Regions from separate parts of the Capsicum annuum genome. Here region 2 is linked to region 1. Evidence: chromatin contacts called from public Hi-C data. All regions are on one chromosome and are shown on one strand. Each heading gives the region's core, a stretch centred on a gene start, on an enhancer-like site or on the middle of the called end of the contact. The rest is flanking DNA. Distances are from core to core; before and after follow the strand shown. Region 1 overlaps LOC107848404 (a long non-coding RNA gene). Region 2 holds the start of LOC107848589 (putative ABC transporter C family member 15).

The links. Hi-C and Micro-C count contacts between places; a contact is called where the count stands out from the background.
Region 2: a contact with region 1 is called in a Hi-C map of bud, with 4 times the contacts expected there. The contact joins the promoter of LOC107848589 here to the enhancer-like site in region 1. A contact is called at or near these places in 2 of 5 Hi-C or Micro-C datasets (bud and placenta).

What each region holds. Positions count from the first base shown.
Region 1 is chr11:96,912,965-96,917,546 of UCD10Xv1.1, reverse strand. It overlaps LOC107848404 (a long non-coding RNA gene), which reads left to right. Exons shown (of 7, transcript XR_007046726.1): 4 at 127-202; 5 at 346-412; 6 at 493-837. It also overlaps the pseudogene LOC124889100. Among protein-coding and RNA genes, the nearest start is that of LOC107848404, 3.6 kb to the left of the region's middle. Within about 2 kb of position 1,841, at least 5 of the 5 cell types and tissues checked have an H3K27ac peak or open chromatin away from gene starts, as enhancers often do. A contact at or near this core is called in bud, where this site is marked.
Region 2 is chr11:97,044,259-97,048,557 of UCD10Xv1.1, reverse strand. It overlaps LOC107848589 (putative ABC transporter C family member 15), which reads right to left and starts at 2,117. Exons shown (of 12, transcript XM_016693376.2): 1 at 1,059-2,117; 2 at 788-894; 3 at 636-786; 4 at 1-633. The coding sequence starts at 1,884.

The sequences.
Region 1 (4,582 bases), core at 592-3,091:
TTCTTTGCTTTCTGTTCTTCTCTTCCCGGTCTTAGTTTGGAACATGTTCTTCCACTCAACTTTCTCAATTTTGTTAGTAATTGTTTTCGTCTAATTTGTTTTTTAATCTGTTGGTGGCTTTAAAAGTTGGCGATGCCAGAAGCAAGGCACGTATAGTCTTGGGTGGTGAATGGATACACTCAATAAGTGACAAGCCCAAAAGGTAATGTTTTCTACTCCTGCAACTATGTAGGAGATATCTATCAGATGTTATGCACTTTATTTAAAAAAAGGAAATTATTTGATGTCGTATAATGCTTTTATGATGAGTTTCTCATTAAGATCATATCTTATTTCATATTTCAGGTGCCTTTTAATCTGCATGGACCTCATGGTGTATCGAGGCATCTAAAATATCTGCTCGAGACAAATGGTAGTTTTCTTCTGTTTTAATGTGCTATTATTTGCATCTTATAGCTCAAGAATATTTACCGAACAGTTTTTGTTTTATAGGGCTAATGCTCAACAGCCTAAGCTTTTCGTTGGGATGATCCTCATTCTCATTTTTGCTGAAGCTTTGGCTCTTTATGGGCTTATTGTTGCCATTATATTGTCTTCCCAAGCTGGGCAATCCAGAGCAGAGTGAAGTTGGCTTATCAACTCTATTCTTACTGTGGTATACGTGCAACTTTCAGACTGGGTGGACATGGGCCATTGCAAAAAAGAGTTAATATCAACGCGATCACTTCAAAAATAGACGAGTCGACCTACAAAGGCCAGATTGTTGATAAACAACGCCTCTGAAAAACAAAGAAAAAAACCAAAAGATATAAACTCATGATACTACGGAATGAAGAGGTATTCCGTATTTGTCATTGTACTCATTAATACATCCATGTTAGTAGTTCTCTACATTTCCATGTCTGTTTTCTTACTTAAGATGTTATTATGCCGATGAAATAGGAACAGGAGGATATTGAATTTGATTTTGATTAGTTTCAAGTTTAAACAGCCCTATATATAGGAGCCATATGTGTAAAGATAGTCTATAGACAATAGACAATAATGAACAGAATTATGTCATTCACAGGTAAAATTTGCAACAATCACTTGTAAAGTCCTAATTTTCTAATTCAAGACATATAACATTTAATATATTTATCATACTATGAAGTTGGCAATAGTTTTCATTTTAGCGCTAATTCAATCTTGTGCTCTGGCTGGAGTTTCGTCCTGCTGCAGTTTCATAATTTTTTTTTTTTGACATAGGTAACTGTGCGGTTTCATAAAATTGTGATTAATAACATAGGATTAAATAAAAGAACAAATGAATTATACAGTTGGAGACCAAGTGATTGTGGGTTCTGATTCAGTAGTAAATACAAGAGTGTGAATTATACAGTTGGAGACCAAGTGATTGTGGGTTCTGATTCAGTAGTAAATACAAGAGTTTAAATCGTGACCTTCACCACTTCAAGAAAAGGTAGGACTGATGGAAGATGGAAATCCTTCATATTTAGTAGTTAATCTTAGGTTAATGATATGTAGTATTGTACTATTAATGCTATTGTAAATTTCAAACATTCTAACAAATTTCAAAAAGTTAGGGAAAAGTGTTGTGTTTCATGTTGTGAGATTTTTTTCCACATCGGCAGAAACAAGGCAGCTGGAGTGATATAAAATGGAAGGAGGGAGCTACTTTATAACATACTTACATGGACGGGTCCAATGGGCGATCATGAAGGCCCATGGCCTTAGGTTGGTGACCTCCATTGCACTTTGGAGGGGTGCCTGCCTAGGTCGGCCCAACTGGTTGAGCCTACGTCATAATTTGTGGTAACGGACGCGGACCCAACCAATTTTAAGTCAAAATTATCATGTTCCCTCAGGCCAGTTTCTTAGTGCCCTTTCGCTAACATAACTGGCGTTTCAGTATTGAACGTATAGCTAAAGCCATTGGAGAATTCTTCTCCAATAGGATCCAATCCAGATTCCAATGGTAATGAGTCTTCCCAAGAGATTTTTTCAACTTTCAAAGATGTCAATGTGGTTGAAGAAGATGAAAAGTTTCAGCTTGAGCAGAGGATTTTGAATTTCGAAGGTGCTTTTTTTCTTGGGATTTGTTTGTAATATGAACTTTGTTTTAAAAATTTTCATGATCTGAACTTTCTTTCTTTCTCCTCTCTTTTCCTCTTATGGTTTTGCGGGTGAAATTGTGAGTTTGAGCATGTAGAGAATTGGGTGATTTTAATTTGGGAATGTGTGTATTGGGTTTTAGTGTTAAGGTTGGTTTTGAACATAACTTGTCAGTTTCGAATTCTTTGATCACGTTTAACTTGAGGCTGAATGATACTCTTTCAGCTAGGACAATATTTGATAGAATGCAAAGTAAAGATGTCGTTTCTTGGATAGCAATTCTAGATATGTATGTTCAGCTGGGAGAATTGGTAGAAGCTTGTCGTGTCTTGGATGAGATGCCAGAAAGAAATGAAATTTTTTGGAGAAGAGGCTGTGAATCTCTTCATTCGAATGGTCCAATAGGGGTTTAAAATATATTTATTTAATATGCATATAAAGCTTGTCGTGTCTTGCATATTAAAATATATTTATTTAATATAATATGCAATAATTAGTTTCTATTGATCTTTATATGCAACTTGACATTCATAGCAACATTACGTGCCGGGCCCGCGCAAATCTATTATTTATATAAAAAATAGTCAGTTGTTTCTATAGCACCATAAAGGCTCAACCCAAACACCAAAAATATATCTGACCCACTCTCTATTTCCTTTTTAATTTTTCTGACCTCCTTTTTCATTTCTTTATTTTGTTCGTTTGTTTGTTGTTTTTTTAAACTTACTTTTTGTTTATTTGCTTTATGGCTAAATGGCAATTTTTTTTGAGACTAATAATCTTATTAATCATCAGAAAAATTCTTATTTAACTTCTCAAACTTGTATATCCGTTGTATGTGTGGTATCAATATTTGTATATATAATGTATCAATATTGTATATATATGTATAAAAAAATGTATCATTATTGTATAGATAGTTATGTAATGTATCGATATTGTATTAGTCTATAGTATATTAAAAGCGTGAAAATCCTTGAAAAAGTGATTTGAACTTTTTGCCTTCACTAAAAGTCCATGCTTTAGAAAAAATCATCTTTTTACTATTTTTTAATTATTATTATATATTATATTTTATTATAATATTTAAAATTAAGGAGTCCTGTAATATATGGTAAAAGAAAAATGTTTCTGTAAACTTTCCCTTATAAAACACAAAAACAAACAACAACTAATTTCTTTTAAAAACGTTCTTTTTAGGAAAGGTTTCCTTATAAATCAAAAAGCCATGTTTTTTTATAAGACCTAGATGACGATTAATTTTCAAATAATTTTTGTTTAGGTTTGAATCACTTTAAAATAAGGATTCCTTTAACTAATTAAATAATGATAGTTGTTTTTCTTTATTTAAGTTTAGACTCTTCTATAAAATTTTCTTACCAATTGAAATCTTGATAGCATCTATATTAAAGAGATAAATTTAGTTGTAATTTGACGTAAACTTTTTGAAGAATTTTAGTATTAGTATATTTTTGAAGTTTACAATACATATATAATTGATAACAAATGACAACATTTGTCCACAAAAGCCTCTAAAATAAGAATACCAAATAAAGTCGGGACATGCTACCGACTATAGCCAAAGAAAATCCATAATTCTCAAAATACAAAAAAGAAACCTAATGAAATGATAAGTCTTTTTGAAAGATGGAAGCTCACCATTTCACAGGAACTCAACAGACAACTGCACCACCTAATGTTGCACGGGGTAACAGAAAAGTCTTTGGACCCTACATCATGAAAGGATGTAGCGTCCTAGGATGGTCAGTGGGATAAGCACAGGCATGTAACTCAGGGAAAGTGATAAAGTAACGCCATTTTCAAAATCAATCAAAATCGCATACACACACACACACACACACTATATATATATATATATATATGTATGTATATATTTAGAATGTTGGGATAGGGAAAAGGGTCATGAACATGAGATTATAAAATATTAACCTGGACTATATAGCTCTATCCGTCTAAGGGCACTCATGGGCTATATAGGTTCAACTCCTACTACTGAAAGGGCCGTAGCGCGTGTTAACCGCACGAACGAAGGAAATTTGAAGGGGATTCAGAGGCACCAATGTTGTAGCCATCCCAAAAATATAACGTGTGAACCAAACCTATGGTCATATAGACCCCCATGCCGGAAAACGTAGTTTTCAATACTTTTTCTCCTGAGGCCTGCAACTTCACGGTGAGCTACACAACCCCTTTTAAGCCCAAATCAAAATTATATTTCATATAATCCCAACCATAAGCCAGGGAGTCTTATATTAAGGCATTTACCACTTGGTATCATCATACCAATTATACTTTTAAGCTTATATAATCATACCTATCCATTTCAATTAACCGATTGACTCCCAAGTTCCTTTAAAAATCTAAATCCATGGCACCAAGGGCTTTCAAATCCATTTTTATCCATTTGTCCGTTGATGTAATGCAATAGTTTCAAAAGTGAGTTAAA
Region 2 (4,299 bases), core at 868-3,367, 130 kb before region 1:
TATGATAGCTTGTTAACTTCTTTTGATCTTCCTCTCTTAGGAAGTCTTGAATCCTATCAACTGACACTTTTGTTTGAGCAACCATGGAAATGAGTTCGGGCAAGTTGTAAATCGGTTCTTGTAGAATCCTGAAAGTTGCTAGTGCTGAGAGAACCGCTCCGGAAGTTAATGGTGTTTTTAGGATGATACAAAAACCAAAATTTACAACTGATACGAGAGTTGGTGAAGCCCAAAAGAGGAAAGCCACAGCAGAACATGTATAAAGGTATCTCTTAAGCCAACCTCTCTCTTTTTCTCTGAGTTGAAGCAGCTTCTTCAAGAAAGTGGACTCCCATGAATGCAGTTTCAAGACTCTCATGCTTTTTAAGGTCTCTGAAGTGGCTTTAATTCTCACGTCCTTCGCTTCCATTATCTTTGAGTGGAGCTGTTCTTGCATACTGGCAAGCGGTGTGTTGCTCACCATCACAAATATAGTGGAAAGAAGAGCAGCAGCAGAGGGAGCAGCGCCTAAGTTCCTGTATAAGATAAGCAGGGCAATTATAACCTGAACAGGAAGCAACCAAACTCCATGAATATACCAGCAGAAGTCCCCAATTCTCTCAACATCAATATTGACGAGGTTTATGATCTTTCGTCTTTTGTACCGCCACACTTTATGGACAATGTTCTTTTATATATCAATGCCATCAGAGCTGCTCTGACTCGAACGCCAATCCGGTGAGCTCCAAAGTACCATTGCCTTTGGGACAGCGACTCTATTGTTTTGGCAAAGAAGAAGATGAAGGCTTAAGATCATTCCTTCTTGCCAGTTAGACTCATCTTTCTTTTCAGATAAAAAATTCACAAAGCTTGTTATTAGCGAAGGACCAGTATAGGATGCAATTGTATTGACTCCTATAAAACAAGAAAAACAATAAACAGAAGCATGTAATTAGTTTGCTAAGCATATTCGAGACGTGGATCAGACACCACCGTTAACAAAAAAGTTTGCTATGCATTGATTGTTTGCTATGCATTAGTGTTTAAACTTAATAGTCCTGAAGAAAATCAAGAATTACCTGCAAAAACTGCATTATAGGCAAGTGATCTCCTAATCATATGTAGTATGCCATCTGGGAGGGACAAAGTAGAAGCTTTCTTTTTCCAAAGCGCATCTTCCAACAAAGAAGAAGCTTCATTAGAGGTCTCAGAGTGAGGAATTGAAGGTATGTGCTCTACTCTCAGCTTTTCCTCATGGCCTGTCTTGAATAGTGGATTAAGCCACCTGAATGTGATTTGGCTCCAAATACCAGCATTAGAAAATGCATCATCGTGTTTTAAAACACGTTTATTTACCTCTTTGTTAAGGAATGGCTGTTCAGTTTCACTGTGTTTCTTGGGAGAAAAAGCTGGCAAGGCATTGAAACATAGGAGAATTGACAGTGGTAGGGAAACAAAATCAATTATATTTGGCTTGGGCAGAAAATGTGGGGCTTTTGTAAATATATTAGTACAGTGGTTGAAAAGATGAAGAGAGACTCTAATTATATCAAAAATACTTGAAAAGACCCACCATATGATGAGTAATAATGGCCACCTTTTCTCTCTGTTTGATGAGTAGGCTGCAACTAAACTAGCTAGACTCCATGTCATGACACAAGAAATAGACTCTTCAAACACAAAAGTTCTCAACTTCCAGAATTCATGGAGACAAAATCCCAAGTAAGAAATGGCTATTGAGAAATTCACTAAAATTGTAATCTTAGTGAAAAGTGTGGATTTTCTTCTCTCTCTTGTTTCTGCAAAACCCTCTTCTCCTCCATTATTCTTGAAAAAATCTACCAAGAAACATATGAGTAAAAACAAGAAAAATGCCATATTGATTAGCGTCAGAGTGATGTCCATCTTGGTTGAGACTTGAGACTAAAACTCAAGAAAATCCCACTGTATATTCAACTCAGCCCTTAAAACCTGCTACTCTATCGAAAAGAACCTTGGAGCACAAAATGCAAGAATTAATTTATTTAAAAAGTTATGCCAAAAGAACCGAAACAATGTATGCTAGAAAAGTACAAATACATATCCATACAGAGTCATATAAAATACTTATGTCTATGCAAATAGAGATGGAAAACCAGACCAGACCGATCAAAGGTAGAATCCGGAACCAAAATATGTCCTACAACTAAAAAATAAAGTATCAATATATGCCATATATATATAAAAAAAAAAAAAAAAAAGCACCAAAATAGATTTTATGCACTTAATAAGTGCACAATACCTTTAACTTTACTTTGTAACGAAAAATTTCTAACGATGTTAAAAAAGTTAAAGTTTACATTGTACACTTAATAAGTGCACAATTCATTCTTTTAAAAATAGATTGTGCACTTATTAAGTGCACAGTCCATAAAAAAAATAAATTGTGCACTTATTAAGTGCACAGTCCATAAAAAAATGAATTGTGCACTTATTAAGTGCATAATGTAAACTTTAATTTTTTTAATACCATCACATATTTTTCGTTACAAAGTTAAAAGCATTATACATTTATTAAGTGCACAAAACCTAATTTAATATTTTTTTATATGACATACATTGTCACTTTTTTTTTTTTTTTAGGTATAGGGCATACATTGGTACATTATGAAGAAGGAAGCACGTGCCCCTTTAAAAATTTGGTGGAATGATGATGAAGAGGAATCAAATATAATGGCGAGTGGAATTATGGATAGAAAAATCTATTTATGCAATGTCTATATAATACTGTCATAATTATTACTCCCTTCATCCCTATTATTGGGGTATGACACATTGTTTTAAAAAAAAATTAAGGATATAGGTTACTTTTTATTATTATTTATTTAATTATTTTTAAATTATTTCCCTAAAAGTGTAAATTATTTAAAAATCTCATTAAATGAAATAGTAAATATGTGAAAAGAAGTTTCAACAATTCTTTTGGAGTTTGAAAATTTTACTTATTTTAAATTTATAAGAAAATCCCAACAATTCACTTGGTAGTTTATTTCGTCAACTTATAAAAATCAGTTTACTTTCAGATGTGGATTTAAAAAAATATATTAGTAATGAACAGTTTATTTTTGACTAATAGATTTAGAAAAATATTTTTAAACAGCAATTAGTATTTAGTCAAACTTTTAAAAATATTTTTAAGTGTATTTTTCTCAAAAATACTTTTGAAGAGAAGCTATTTTTTTAACTTACAGCTTCTGCTACTTTTCACAAATACTTATTTTCTTCTAAAATCTTAACCAAACACTTCAATTTTTTAAAATAAATATTTTTGATTTAAAATAAATATTTTTGAAAAAAAGCTGACCAAATGGGCTACTCCTATTTGGTCAAAAAGCTCAAAAAAAGGGGATGGTATTAGTAAAAGATTACAGTGCAATCACATCAGTAGATTCTTTAAAGAATCTGTCCAAAAATTTTGTGCTTTCCAAATGAGTCAGCCAAATTCTCCGCTGACTTATGTCTTCATGCGTATGACTATTAACATTTAAAAAAAAAAATTGTACATTTTTAAAAGAATTATACATCTTAAAAAATCATCTCGTACAGCAATATTATCTGTCTAGGTTTTGGAGAATGTTTAATTTCATGTTAGTGTATCTATACCTCAGTTTCAAAGTTAAAATCTACTTCCTTCATTTCAAAATAAATAAATTATTGAGTTATTTTTTAATATTCAAAATAAATAAATTATTCATTTTTTAAGAGACATGTTGAAATATTTTTCCTATTTTACCCTTTCATTAAATGAGGTTCTTAAATACTTCTTTAAAAACAATTAAAAGGGTAATAGTGAAAAGTAACCTACAATTTATGTCCTAAAAATTTTTCTTAAGGGATGTGTTATATCCCAACAATTTTATTTTTTTTGAAAAGGAGGGAGTATATGGAATTAAGTTATTTAATATCACACACCTTTGCCAAAAATATCATTCTAAAAGAGAAAAAAAATCATTTCGCTCTTAAACTTACCCTCTGAACTTACTTTAGTTCTTAAACTAGACTTATAAATTATTTAAACCCCCCCCCCCCTCTCCAAACAGCTTTATAGCAAATTAATTTCAACCCTTAAAACTGACGTGACATTTAAAATAGAAAAAAAATGAGTAAATCTTTTTAAAAAAAAAAAAAAAAAGTCCCACTAATATATAGAGAGATATTTAAAAAAACTCCCTTTTTACCCTTACTCTTCCCCCTCCTTCTAACCCCCACCCCTACCCACCCCCCACCCTAATATCTCCTCTTTTTTAACTGTCAAACCACCATCCTCTACCCAACTCTCAT